Regions from separate parts of the Gossypium hirsutum genome. Here all the other regions are linked to region 1. A link is a contact called in public Hi-C data. All regions are on one chromosome and are shown on one strand. The core of a region is the stretch at or near the end of the contact, and the rest is flanking DNA. Distances in the headings are between cores, read along the strand shown.

Region 1 (4,355 bases), core at 928-3,427:
AGTGGCAGAAATCCGTATTGCTCATCCCTCAAACCAAACGCTAGAATGACCCCGGAAGAGGATTCCCAATAGACAACTCCCTTCATGTAGTACCCACCATCATGCAATCCCGAACCATCAAGCTCATAGCATATAGTGTCAGAGACTCTCCAGGAGCTTGACCTTGATGAGTAAATCTCAAAATAGACAACTGGATAGTCGGGAAATGTGACAGCACAGACAAGCTCATAAGATTCATTAAAATTGAGTACATAGGGTTCAAAAGCAAGTACAACGGCTGCCTTGGCTCCATGATACAAGTTTGGCCTAGGAAGCTTTTTCCATTCCTTGGTCACAGGGCTGCAAATGTAGTAGGTATCATCCTCAATACCCTGGCAACAAACCAGACCGTTGCAAGAGCTTCTGACTTTGACAGGCTCGGGAAAGAAGCTTAAAGACGGGTCAGGCATGCCATAAGCATCTTGATTGAATGATATGAAGGAAGGACTGTGATCAGCAACTTGACAAAAGAGACCAGATACGTTTTTGAAGTAAGTAGTTTGCCGGTGGGCAAACAGCGGGCTGCTTATCCAGTGATCCCATCTTCTGGAAACAGTTTTGAACCTAAAGAGTGTTTTTGCAGGGAGTAAATGAAGAGCATGGTCCCTCAAGACATCTTCTAACCCTGCTTCCTTCCTGTCTACATATTTGAGGGCTTTATTGTAATCCACCGGAATCTTAGCTTTAGCCTTGGGTGAGAGAATTGGAAGCTGAAATACAAGCAGACCTCATCATGTTGATAATCAGGAAGTTTAAAAAGGTGATGTGGTGATTGAAGACAGAGAAGTAAATAACTTCAATCTCCATTATTGTTTGTTTCACAAATGCAGAAAAGACTAAGAAGTCATTTGCATAAGAGATAAAACAAGAAAGTGATCAAACAGATCGTAGTTCAAACTATTCTAGACCTTCTAACTTACAAAACAAAGCTTAAAGAAGACAATAGCACAAAAATCTATATGGGCAACTCCACATGGACATGTTCTCACGCTTAGAATTAAGAGTGACAAAAAGAAAAAAATGAACTAAAGACATTGCATACCTCATAAAAACGTTCATCAACATCCCCCTCTAAATCTGAATCTTCAAGTAGACAGAAGTCATCTTCCAATGTTTCTCGATTATTGCCCTCGAAATCGGCCATAAACCTGCAGGCATATGTTTGATTTAGTCGGTAAATGACAAACAATGCCTTGGTAAGCTTGTTAACACCCTTGATTGCTGTACACACACAAATATTAATAATGCAACCAAAGTCAAACCTTAAAATGGCATGGTTAACATTGAAAAGCATACAACAAAGAATATGAACAAAAACAGAGTTGAAATATGATAATAGACATTAAGAAAGAAGTAGCAAGGAATTTACAATTAACAGCTGATAAGATAGAAACAAAATGAAGCCAAACTAATCACTCCTATGAAACAAACCTTTCTTGATTCAAGGAAAGGCTAGTCAAGAGTTGAGAGAAATGCTTAATAGAAAAGAATGCTTAAAAGTAGAAACAATGAAAAGAAAAAAAGAAAATCGAAGTAAAAAAAGCAATTGCTTGGGACCCACACAAGGAAACTGAACATGTACGAAGCTTGGCACGAAATTTACGCCTTCAAGAAACTACATGGAAATTCAGTCGAAGAAAATTCTTTCCTTAGCCCCATTTTCTTTCTTGTTGGATTTTTATTTCTGAGCAAGCAAACAGAAAGAACCAAGAAAAAGGGGGTTGAAAAAAGCCCACGAAAGCCTTAAAAATAAATTTAGAAAACACTAAACGACTTAAGTCAAGTCAACACAGTTGACCGGTCCCCGGAAATAGACATGTCAAACAGAAAAAGACACTGAAGCATCAAGTTTAATACTTTACAATTCTTGGTTTTTCGATACTACACGGAAATCCTATTGTCAAAAAGTTTTTCATTTTATCCTTAATATTCTTATCAAACAAACAGAAAGAGATCAAGAAAACAAAGCTAACCCAAAGCGTACTGAAGGCAGCAGAGAGTCCGAGCGAGGCAAAACCCTGAAAATGAAAAAGATTTGATCCCTCAAAGATGCTTCAAAGAATTTGAGAAAGTTTATAACATTGAACTTCCTTTTCGGGCTTACGACTAACGCAATAACTTACTTGGTCGATAAGATTTCTTAGGTTAAACATATGATTGGCTGCCTCGATGCCCACTTTTTTTTTAAAAGGTTCTAATATCATTTTTAACCTTTTTTGTAATATTTATTTCTATGAAATTTTTAAGTTCATTTTTTATTTTTGTTATCAAGACTTATATATTAAGTTATAGCACACTAGTGTGTGGGTTAAAAAGAGAAGGTTAAAAGGTATATAACTCTTTGAACTTTCATCAAAAAAATGAAAAGTTATAAGTAATTAAAAATTATGTCACTTCACTTGGTTATTAATTAAAAGTCGTTAATATTTATAGTGATGAATTATGTCTCTTAAATTCAAAAGTTATATTAGTTGATTATTAACAAATTTTCGTAATTATTCTACTAGATATCTATTGAATAATTATATTCATTGCTAAAGATATGACTATCCATCTAGATAGTTATGTGAACTTTCATTTGTATGACACACCAGAAAAACACATCAAAAGTTTTTTTTTAATCTCTCATAATCTTTTATATTTCTAGATTGTTTTATAAAGAATTATTGCATAAATTCGTTTATAGAAAATGATATCATTGCTATGCTTTGCTCAGTGAACTATTTCCATCAGTGCAAAAAATAGACAATGATTGAGCTTCGTTGTATTCTAGAGGTTCATTTGTCAATAACTCTTTTGCACATCATAATATAGGCGAGAGAATTTTAAAAAAAGTGACATTGATGCACACATTTAAGCCTTCATTAATTCCTCATAAGTTTATTTATCTTCACTGTCAGCAAAATAAAAATTAAAAAAAACATTTAAAATTTTTATTTCATAATAAACGTGGACACCTTCGTTTCAAACTTAATTTTATTAAAACTTTTACAAAATTATAAACTTATAGAAATGTTAAGTAAGTTAAACTTTAAAATTTTTTTATTTTTTATTTTTTTAAAATTCATAATAAATCTTGAGATAAGTCTAAATATATCTAGATTCATTTAAATTATATTTTTAAAATATGAAATATATCAATATTTTAATTTTATTAATATAAAAATAAAATATTTAAAAAACATATACAAACAATCACAATATTCTTGAACCATTATATTTTAATAAATTTGTTTTATAGATTATGTGCAAAACGGTTCTAAGATATGTCATTGCCTGGAACAAAAATAATCATTGAAAAAGGAAAAAGGTGCTAAATCCACAATATTTTATAGTTTTGCTAAAAAAGTAATCATGAAATTACAAACCGTTTTGGTGATTCTCGAGGAAGTGAATAATTAATCATATAATATTTTCATTCTCGCAAATAAAGATTGAACTCCCAATCACATTATTAGAAAATAAGTGAACAACTATGACACCTCATAGTTCTCACATTACAAACTTTACCTTTCTAAAACACGAAAAAAAATCCCAATAGTTAACTATTAAACCAACTTTGTATCATAGATCCTTACTACAAAAGGACCAAAAAAGATTTAATAACAAAATAAAATAAAAGACACAATAAAAACATATTTACAAATGTCGGATGGACTAACGAAATATTTTGCCTGATAATGAGAATAAAAGAGGGAGATTGTGTAGGGTGTTCTTGTCAAGGCCGGTCCATACAAACAGCAGCGCCTGGTCTTAGAGCTCAACAAGGCTATTCACATACCCAACAATTCCTGCCTTGGTATCAATATCAAGTTCACCCAAATCTTTAGAGGCCCTCTTCTTCATGTCATAAGAATAAAACTTGTTCCCGTTACTAAGCAACACTACATCCCCACCAATAAACACTACTCCTCCATGCCCATATCCATACCTACCCGAAGCATTATTATTAGATGATGCGGGTAATGAAATATCAACATGAATCTTGGGTTGCATTTCTTCCCACATCTTGGCATGGCTGTTCATTTGCATGGTATTGGAGTGAGTATTGGATAGCATATTCACGACCAAGTTTTGAGCATGTACGTATGCCGAACAAAGCTTCCCATTCCTCATTCCTAAGGTCCCAACTGCACTATCGAGGAGCTGAAACCGTTCTGAAATGAGATCGAATGCGGTAATTCCAAAGCCCATCGTCTGCCAATAAACAGTGCCATTCACATGAATACCTGACATAGGCATGAGCTTCCTCTCAGAAAATCAAATCTCACGAGAAATTATCCATGATCTTTTCTCAGAGGAATATATCTCAAACT
Region 2 (4,355 bases), core at 1,222-3,721, 200 kb after region 1:
ATATGCTGGGGGAATCTTTGCGGCTTCAGTCAACAATGTAACTTTTCGAAGACCAACGGTGTCTCTTCTGAATGCTTATTACAATAATTTACAAGGATATTATAGTACGGATTTCCCTGATAAACCAGAAAAGATGTATGATTTTGTAAATGGGGCTCCCAATAACATTAGTGTTGATACACAACCCGCAATAGGGACTCAAGTTAGTATCTTGGAACATGGTTGGGCAGTTCAAGTCATATTTCAAGACACTGGCACAGTAGGAACTGAGAAGCATCCCATACACCTTCATGGCTTTAGCTTCTACTTGTTGGGAACTGGGCTTGGCAACTATAACTCCAGCACTGCACTTCTTAACTTGTACGATCCTCCCTATAGGAACACAGTGGGTGTGCCAGTAGGCAGATGGGCAGTCATTCGATTCAGAGCTGATAATCCAGGTGAATTTCATAGCTAAAAACCATAAAAGTTTTCATTCAGTTTTGTTTTTATTTTGTCACCTTGATTACTTATTATCTGTAATGAATAATTCAGGAATGTGGTTCATGCATTGCCATCTGGAAGTGCACACAACATGGGGACTGTCAATGGCTTTTCTAGTGAAGAATGGGAAAGGCAAAATGCAGAATTTGCCACCTCCACCTCTTGATCTTCCACTCTGTTGATCTGTAAATTTGTGCTGGGTTTTCCCTTTCGTACCATTTATGCCTTTTTATTTTATGTTTGCTAGTATTTAGACTATTGCCCAAGTTATGTGAAAATAATGGATTTGTTTGGTTATTTGTTGAACTCAAGTAATGTAATTCCAAGGATTGTTCGACTTTTGTAAACCGTAATGGTTTATTGGGCTTAAAGACCATATACCCAACGAATAAGATGTTTATCTGGGTGTTTTCCCTTTTCTTTCCTATTTGGGCCAAATAATCCATTTATGGGCTCCATTGATTTTGGAGCATTTTTTTTACCATGTCTTATAGCCTTTAGCATTACGCAAAGAAAAAAAACAAAGAAGGAAGCTTTGAGCATTACTCAACTGATTAATTGATTGATCGTAGCCTTTTTTATTAGTATTATTTAATTGATTTTTTTAAGAAAGAAATTTTGATATCCAATAGCTAAAACTTATATCCAGGTAGAGACAAAACTTTTGGATGAGGCGTCTCCACCACCACAACCTTTCTGTACCCCAAACCTAGAAAAAGAACGGACCTCGTCGCTCTTCAACTCCCCGCTTCGCTAACCCTCCATTTGTCTATTGCACTCACCCATCCACCCCCCGCATCTGCTTAATCTATATTTTAAAAATAATCAGTCACCAACCTCCCACAGACCGTCACCTCATATCTTACACTCTTGTTGTGGGTTTCAACTTTTTCTATAATAAATAAAATACCATCAAAATATAAATATAAGTTGAAGTAATTATAATACAAAATATTAAAGATTTACTAATAGATAGTTAAAAGTTAATTATAATACAAAATTAAACCAGTACATTATAAGTAGGTTAGAAACTAATACAATTTAGGGTAAACTATATCTATGGTCACTTTTGTTTACCTTAGGTTACGTTTTAGTCACTTATGTTTGAAATGTTACGTTTTAGTCATTTACGTTATCATGTTGTAACATTTTAGTCACTGAGCCATTAATCGTCGTTAATGGTGTAACGGTAAGCTGACGTGGCAAGTTAAATCATCATTTCAAACAAAATTTTAGGTTAAATTATACAATTGATCCCCATATTTTTTCGTTTTAAGTAATTTAATTTTTTTTATTTTATGTTCTTTAAACTTTTTTCTTTTTTTCCATTCTCTTTTGTTTCTCCCTCTGTTTTCATATCTTTCCCATTTCTTTTAACTAATTAGGAAGTCGAATTGGCAGTGAAAAAAGAAGTAGGAAGTCGACTATCATCATTTGCCTATAACCAAAACCCTATAACCAAAACCCATAAACTCATACCATGCTTCTTTCTTCACTACCAATTCGACATCCTGGTATGTTAAAAGAAATAAAGAAGGTAGGAAAACAGAGGGAGAAGTAGAAGAGAATGGAAAATAAAGAAAATAAAGAAAATAAAGAATTAAATTGCTCAAAATGAAAAATTATGGGGACCAATTGTATAATTTAACCTAAAGTTTTTGTTTGAAATGATAATTTAACGTGCCACGTCAGCTTACCATTACACCATTAACCACAATTAACGGCTCAGTGACTAAAATGTTACAACACAATAACGTAAGTGACTAAAACGTAACATTTCAAACATAAGTGACTGAAATGTAACCTAAGGTAAACAAAAGTGACCATGGGTATAGTTTACCCTAAAATTAATCATTTCTTATAACTTATGCACCATAATTTAATTATGGTATTTAATATTTTCTATTAAATCTATTTTTTTTCTATTAAATCTAGGTGGAAGGACTTGAAATAAATACATCTAAGTCCTAAGAATAGAGGGTTGGGTTGGGTTGGGTTGGGTTGGGTTGGTGTCCAAGAATATATCACGTGTTTATCCTCAATTCAGCGCTTGCCCTGAAAAAGTGAAACATCCGCAGCATCCGCAGAGCCGAAGGGAGAGGGAGAGAGGGAGAGGGAGAGAAGAAGCTCCGGAGATCGTCGATTCTCGTTTATGTCTTTCTTCTGAGCTTCTTTCTTCTTTCTTTCTCTTTGCTTTCTTTCCTTTTTGTCTCTAACATTCAGGTGTCGAATAATACCAGATTAAGCCGCTTCAACAGGTTCTTTTTTTTTTCATTATCAAATTCTGCATTTTATTTGGCTATTGTCTCCAGTAGTTTGTAGGTAGTTGTTGAGAGTTCTAGTTTTTGTGAATTAAATTTCTCAGCATTTAGATTCTTTAAATTACCTACGTTTTTTTTCTTCTTTTTTGATGATTAAAAATTTAAATTACCCATGTGTTTTTGTCATTGAAGTATGCAGAATTCATATGTTTTCTTTTTATTGTAGGCCAGAAATATTTAACTTTAAAAAGGGATTTGTTCACTTAAGCTATGTTTTGGTTACTCTTTTCTTCTGAAGCTCAAAAGTTGCTAAGAAAATAATAAAAAACAATATATTGAAAACCATTTTTCATGAGTAATATTATTATTTTTGTTAAAATCCAGTTAATATATTGTTTGGTTTTTTTTTTTATTTTATCTAAATGCAATTTGAATAATTCTTGAGCCATGTGAGTAGTTTTAAGTGATTTCAACTCTTCCCGTTCTTTCCTTTTTATTGTTGAATTTTGTGAGCGTTTTAATTTTATGCATCTTAGCTACGCTCCTAAAGCCCAAACCTTAATGTACATAATACATATAATATAATATATAATATAATATACCTCTATTTTGTATGCTATTTCAGGTATTGAGAGAAATATGCTTCCTTAGAGGAAATTGCTGGTAGGTGGTTACACGCGTGTAAACGTATAGCCTTTTGTTTGCAATACAAGGTCTGGTATTCTCTCAAACAGTGGTTGAATTAAGGGAACTTGATATAAGGGTTAAAGATGCCAGCAATTGTATTTTCTAAGCTAAAACCTGTTGTATATACTGGTTTTCAAAGATCTCTTACAGGAAAACAAGTTCTATTGTCCGACTCACCAAGTTCATTGCTTAGACAGCTCAAATTTTTGTCTGTGAATTCAGGGTTGATTCAGTCTTTCTCTTACTCTGGTAAATCTCTATCTGATAATAGGTGTATTCGAAACCCGTTTTGTCTTAGGGCAAAAACAATGGCTGTGTCTGGTTCCAAGGCTGTTTTCGGAGATGTTTATATGGATGAGTTGATAGCAAGTTGTGGGAATGGCTTGGACTTCTTGAAACCTAGTGGGGTTTATTTTGCTGATCGAAGTCAAAGCAGTTGCCAAAAAGCTAGCCTGATTTTGAGAAAGCAAGAACAACGCAACAATCGTCTTGTTTGTAGGTACAATTTTTGTGATGCAGTGCAGAGAAATACCGGATATAATCTTCCTTTTGGTCCAAGGATGAAAAGTATCCACACTTCATCTTTGTTTTGTACCTCTTCAAGGGCAGCTCATGATGTGTCATTTGATGGGAGTTCTAAGGATGAACGGGCTGCAGGTTTACCTGTACAGTATGTCCTCTTATCTTCTATTTATTTTATATGTTACCATTTGTCCCTTCTTTTAACTTCTTTTCTTAATTTTACAAATTATATTTAAGTAGTAACCTACAAATACAATAATCTTTATACTTTTCTGACATTGGCTATTCTCAAGCATTTTAAGACGATATCTTCATATGTACTTATTTTCCACTGTTTGGTTCTTTGTTGTTGATTTTCAGAACTATTCCAAACAAGAAAAGCTTTAGACTAGTTTCAGGGTC
Region 3 (4,355 bases), core at 755-3,254, 130 kb after region 1:
GAAGAATAACTGAAAGAAAAACAAAAACTAATTGGTTAGATGTCCTTCCTTGAGTAAACCAGGGAAACCCCAAACAGATAAATAAAATCAAATGACACTTCGGCTAATTCAATTAAAGGATATCTCAGAGTAAAAGTAACCCCATTATCACGACATTCCAATTGAAACAATCATTAAAAGACAGGAAAACAGAAATTATCATGAGACTAAACATGCTGCAACCGTGCTCGAAGTACAAGAGCATATAACATGGGTAAGTTATTCAGTATAGATCCCAGCATGAAGAAATCAACAATATCAAATCACTCGAACTCGTAGAACACCAATAAATAAGGGGAGAAGAATGCATAGTAAGAAAAGAAAGTTTGCCTCAGCTCATTGTTCATTTGTCTCCTTACAAACACACTACATACAGCAAACAAAGGGTGTTTACAGCTGCAAATTCATGTCAAATTCAGATATACTGCAACTGACAAAGAGGTTGAGAGGCACAAACCTACCTATTTCAACTAGAAACTTTACCAAGCTCTGATGTCAATCAATTGACCTAATCTCTTATTCATTTTGGCCATATGTACCAAAGAATTCCATAATAGAAAAACTTGAACCATCAAACCTTAAGTTTCCATCCCCTTGCATGTTTTGAAATATACCAAAGTCCTTGCACCACCTTGACAAATGCCACTTAATTGGACCTCAAACTCTAGAAGGGAAAAATCATCCAGATTAAGATTATCTTTAGCTTTGGGAGAACTAAGAACTGATTTCCCACCAAAAGAGGCAGACAGGTTGCTAGCAATCGTCAAGGACTAGTCTCTAGTGTGAATTACTAAAAAGAAAACTTGATATTTCTTAATCCATAAAAGAATCGATAAAGCTAGAAGAGCAACTTAGCTAGAATGGCATACCATGAAAAATGACTATAGAAGATTAGCAACAAAATTTTATAGCTCCTGCTAGGGTGCTATGTGTATCCAACTTCTAGATCACACCCACTTAATGCAAATTCCCCAAAAGGAAGATGAAGTTTCATAAAAGGATCAAAGAGCAGAAATTATACTTGAATGAAATGTAAACTACGTATAAAACCCCAGAAGCAATTAAAGAAAAAGCTAGTTGCTTTTGTTCATCTACATGTAAAAGTTTACTGAACAATCGCACGTTAAGCAAAGCATGTGTTTAATCGAATGCTGAAATGCAAGAATTATTCTAGATCACACGAAGATATGCATAATTAACAATGAGAAGAAACCTAAATCCTCACCGTTGGTTGGACTGGAAGAGGATCAAGATCCACGGAGCGTATGGACATCTTAGCAATCTCACTAACTGCATCCTCTCTAACCCCAGGCACATCGCTGGTCAACTCCTCGTAGGCAGCCTCAAATGCCTCTTGCCAAAACCTCGGTAATCTAATCCGACGGCTGTTAGTGTACACATCCCACATGTGCTTCACCACCTTCTCTCTCTCCTCCATTTCCTAACCGAAAATGAAACAAGAAAAAGAAAAGAATTGAGTAGCGAGAAGTGAGAACAGAACTTTAGGCAAAAGCAGAATTAGAAAAAGAAAAAAGAAGAAAAGGAGAAAATTTGTGGGGAACATACGAGAACGTCTAGATCGTCGTGAATATGGCTATCAAAATCATCTGAAAAACGGTTGAGGTTACCGGCTGACCACCGGAGAGTAACGGTTCCGGTGAACATCGACCAGAATGCCAATAACAAAATCGCCGCTAAAGCCCAAAACTTGTAACGACCTTTACCAAATAAACTCGAATCTGAGCTTTCCTTCTTCACATTCGCTAACGCCGTTGTTGTCGTTGCGGTTGTCGTCGGCAGAGTATCGTCATTCTTCATTTCCTTTTTTCTTCTTGCGTTCTTTGTTTAGTAGAAATGGTGTGGACTTGGATTTGGAAGGAAACCGACAAAGGGAACTGATCTTTGATTCGCCGTTTTAATTTTGATCCATTTGCCGTTTTGAGGGAAAAGGACTGAATTAGTAATTGTATGTAAATGTCATTATATGCGGGCCACCACGCTTGATTAATTTGTGGACGATATTGACCGTTGATGTGAATCTGATGATAGATTTGACGGTTTTGCCAGTGTTCTTGTCAATTTCATTTCTCATGTAACCCACCGACTCCACACGGCGCCGTCTCTCACTTTGAGATCGCATTTCTTTTTAAGGTCAAATTCTGCTACTAGTCCTTATACTATGAGAAAGTTGTAGATCTAATCCTTATACTCTAATTTAGTTAGTCTTAATCTTTTTCTTTCTTGAATATTGATATTTCAATCCTAATCCAATCGGTAACAGCTAGGTTAGATCCTGCTATTAGTTACTTACTATGCTAAAATTGCGAATTTAGTCTCTAGTTTTCAATTTAATTATTTTTAATCTTTATACTTTTCAAATTTTGAAATTTCAGTCTTGACTTAAACCGTACCCATTAAATTCATTAATTAAAATGGTATTATGCATATAATAATATATTTATAGCATTAAATTTTAAAAATATCATAAATTAAAGTTTAGTTAAATTTGAAATTTCAAAATTTACAAAATTATTTGTAAGAATTTGAGTTACGGAAGGTAAAAAAAAAATAACATTGGAGTTTTCTAATTAGCTTTTTTTAGTACAAATATTAATTTTTAAATCAATAAAACTTTTATTTTTCATTAACGAAATCAAATAAAAAAATAAAACAACAATAATGTTCTAAGAAGCAATTAAGGGAGAAATCTATCCCAACCCAACAGACTAATGCTAGAGACGTTGAAATTATTAGTAGCAAAATCCAAAACCAAAATAGCATAAAGAAAAGAAGGAAAATCATTCCAACTAGAACGAAATGCTGATGATTATGAGCTGCTCTATTAGCACGGAAGGATATTAGTTGAAATTGAGATTTCTAACGTAAATAGTCGTGAACAATGGTGCCAAACTAGGAGATGTCTTGCTTCAGTTTAGTAATAGCATGGACAGCCTCCTGGCAATCGGTTCATGCAGCCAAGACAAAGCCTCTCTTATCGACATGATTTTAATAAGTTTCGCTTCCATCCCGACCCCCAACGATCCAGACAAGCCTTTGACAAAATGGCCAGAGGGGTCACGAACAAGAATCCCAAAGCCCCATCCACATTGGATTTCATCCAACCTTCCGGTGGTCTTTCCCAGCCATTTGTAGTACCTGCAGCTGTTTGAAACTTTCCCGAGCATCGTTCCAATCCTGCAAATAACCATCACAAAAAGACACAATTCGATTAGGAGACTCGTCAACAGATTTCCAGCAAAGAAGGTTTCAATGGAACCAAAAACTCCAAGCTATAAGCAAAACCCCATTCTGCTGTGCAAGACCAGCATTTGAAATATAATACACAAGAAGTTCATGCACCGATTGGAAATTTGTACTAATACCAACACACTGCCAAGCATCGACAGCCTTAGAGCAATGCAACAAGATTGTTACGGTGAATTGATTTCATTTCTGCAAAATTCCTTTACCAGATTGTTAAGGTGTTGGAGTTCATTGGAAAGAAAGAAGGGCTGCAACTTCCATCTGGTTTTGCGGCCCGCATTGCTGAAAAGTCAAACTGGAATTTGAAGATGGAGAGAGAGGGACGGTGAGTGGAGGGGGAGAAAGAGGGGGCGGTGGACGGGGAAGGGAAAGGTCATTTATTTTTATTTTATTTAATTATATTTTAATAAGACGATGACTTAGTGAAATTTGATTGGTTAACATTTTTCTTTTACTGAGGGCAGTAACAGCAGGTATCAATTTCTGTAACGGAATTAAAGTTTAGTATCATAAAAAATAATTTAGGTACTTAACTCAAATAAATCTAATAGCTTAGGTAGCTATTATCAATTAAACCTTTTCATTTAAAAAATATTATGCAAATACTACTTTTTCCCATATATATATAAGCTTAAACGAGTGGATCGATCAATAGGCCAGCATGTAAAGTTATCTCTTTTGGAATATTTAAATAATAAATTTTACACAAAAGTGAAAAAAGAATGCAGAAAAATCTAATAGGGAATACGAACCTTTTAGCATTAAGCATCTTGTAAAGCAAATGGCCAGTAACTTATCAAGTGTTTTACTGAGTCACTATAGTTAATTATACAAATATTTTTTAATTAAAATAAGTTATATTATTTGAGGATAATTTAATTTTTTTATTTAAATAAATAAATAATAATTTGTATATGATAAGATTTGAGTCCAAACCAAATTACATTTGTAAAACTTTCAATTTAACACTCAATTAAAGTTTTAGTTTGATATTTTTATACATTTCAATTTTTATTATACACATTTTATTACATTCATCAATTGTATATATA

What was found. Hi-C and Micro-C count contacts between places; a contact is called where the count stands out from the background.
Region 2: a Hi-C map of leaf shows a contact between it and region 1, with 1.9 times the contacts expected there. The contact joins the promoter of LOC107913097 here to the promoter of LOC107913063 in region 1. A contact is called at or near these places in 2 of 34 Hi-C or Micro-C datasets (both in leaf).
Region 3: a contact with region 1 is called in a Hi-C map of leaf, with 2.0 times the contacts expected there. The contact joins the promoter of LOC121203056 here to the promoter of LOC107913063 in region 1. A contact is called at or near these places in 7 of 34 Hi-C or Micro-C datasets (callus, fibers, leaf and 1 more).

What each region holds. Positions count from the first base shown.
Region 1 is chrD11:22,518,854-22,523,208 of Gossypium_hirsutum_v2.1, forward strand. It overlaps LOC107913063 (F-box protein At5g49610), which reads right to left and starts at 2,178. Exons shown (of 4, transcript XM_016841508.2): 1 at 2,163-2,178; 2 at 2,013-2,057; 3 at 1,082-1,187; 4 at 1-749. The coding sequence starts at 1,183. It also overlaps the pseudogene LOC107913061.
Region 2 is chrD11:22,719,604-22,723,958 of Gossypium_hirsutum_v2.1, forward strand. LOC107913097 (probable protein phosphatase 2C 80) reads left to right here and starts at 2,472. Exons shown (of 6, transcript XM_016841547.2): 1 at 2,472-2,741; 2 at 3,370-3,407; 3 at 3,730-4,101; 4 at 4,314-4,355. The coding sequence starts at 3,740. It also overlaps the pseudogene LOC107911073.
Region 3 is chrD11:22,647,872-22,652,226 of Gossypium_hirsutum_v2.1, forward strand. It overlaps LOC121203056, which reads right to left and starts at 2,005. Exons shown (of 3, transcript XM_041106501.1): 1 at 1,606-2,005; 2 at 1,265-1,480. The coding sequence starts at 1,857. It overlaps LOC107905340, which reads right to left and starts at 3,697. Exons shown (of 2, transcript XM_016831989.2): 1 at 3,510-3,697; 2 at 2,654-3,234. The coding sequence starts at 3,583. The coding sequence ends at 2,967.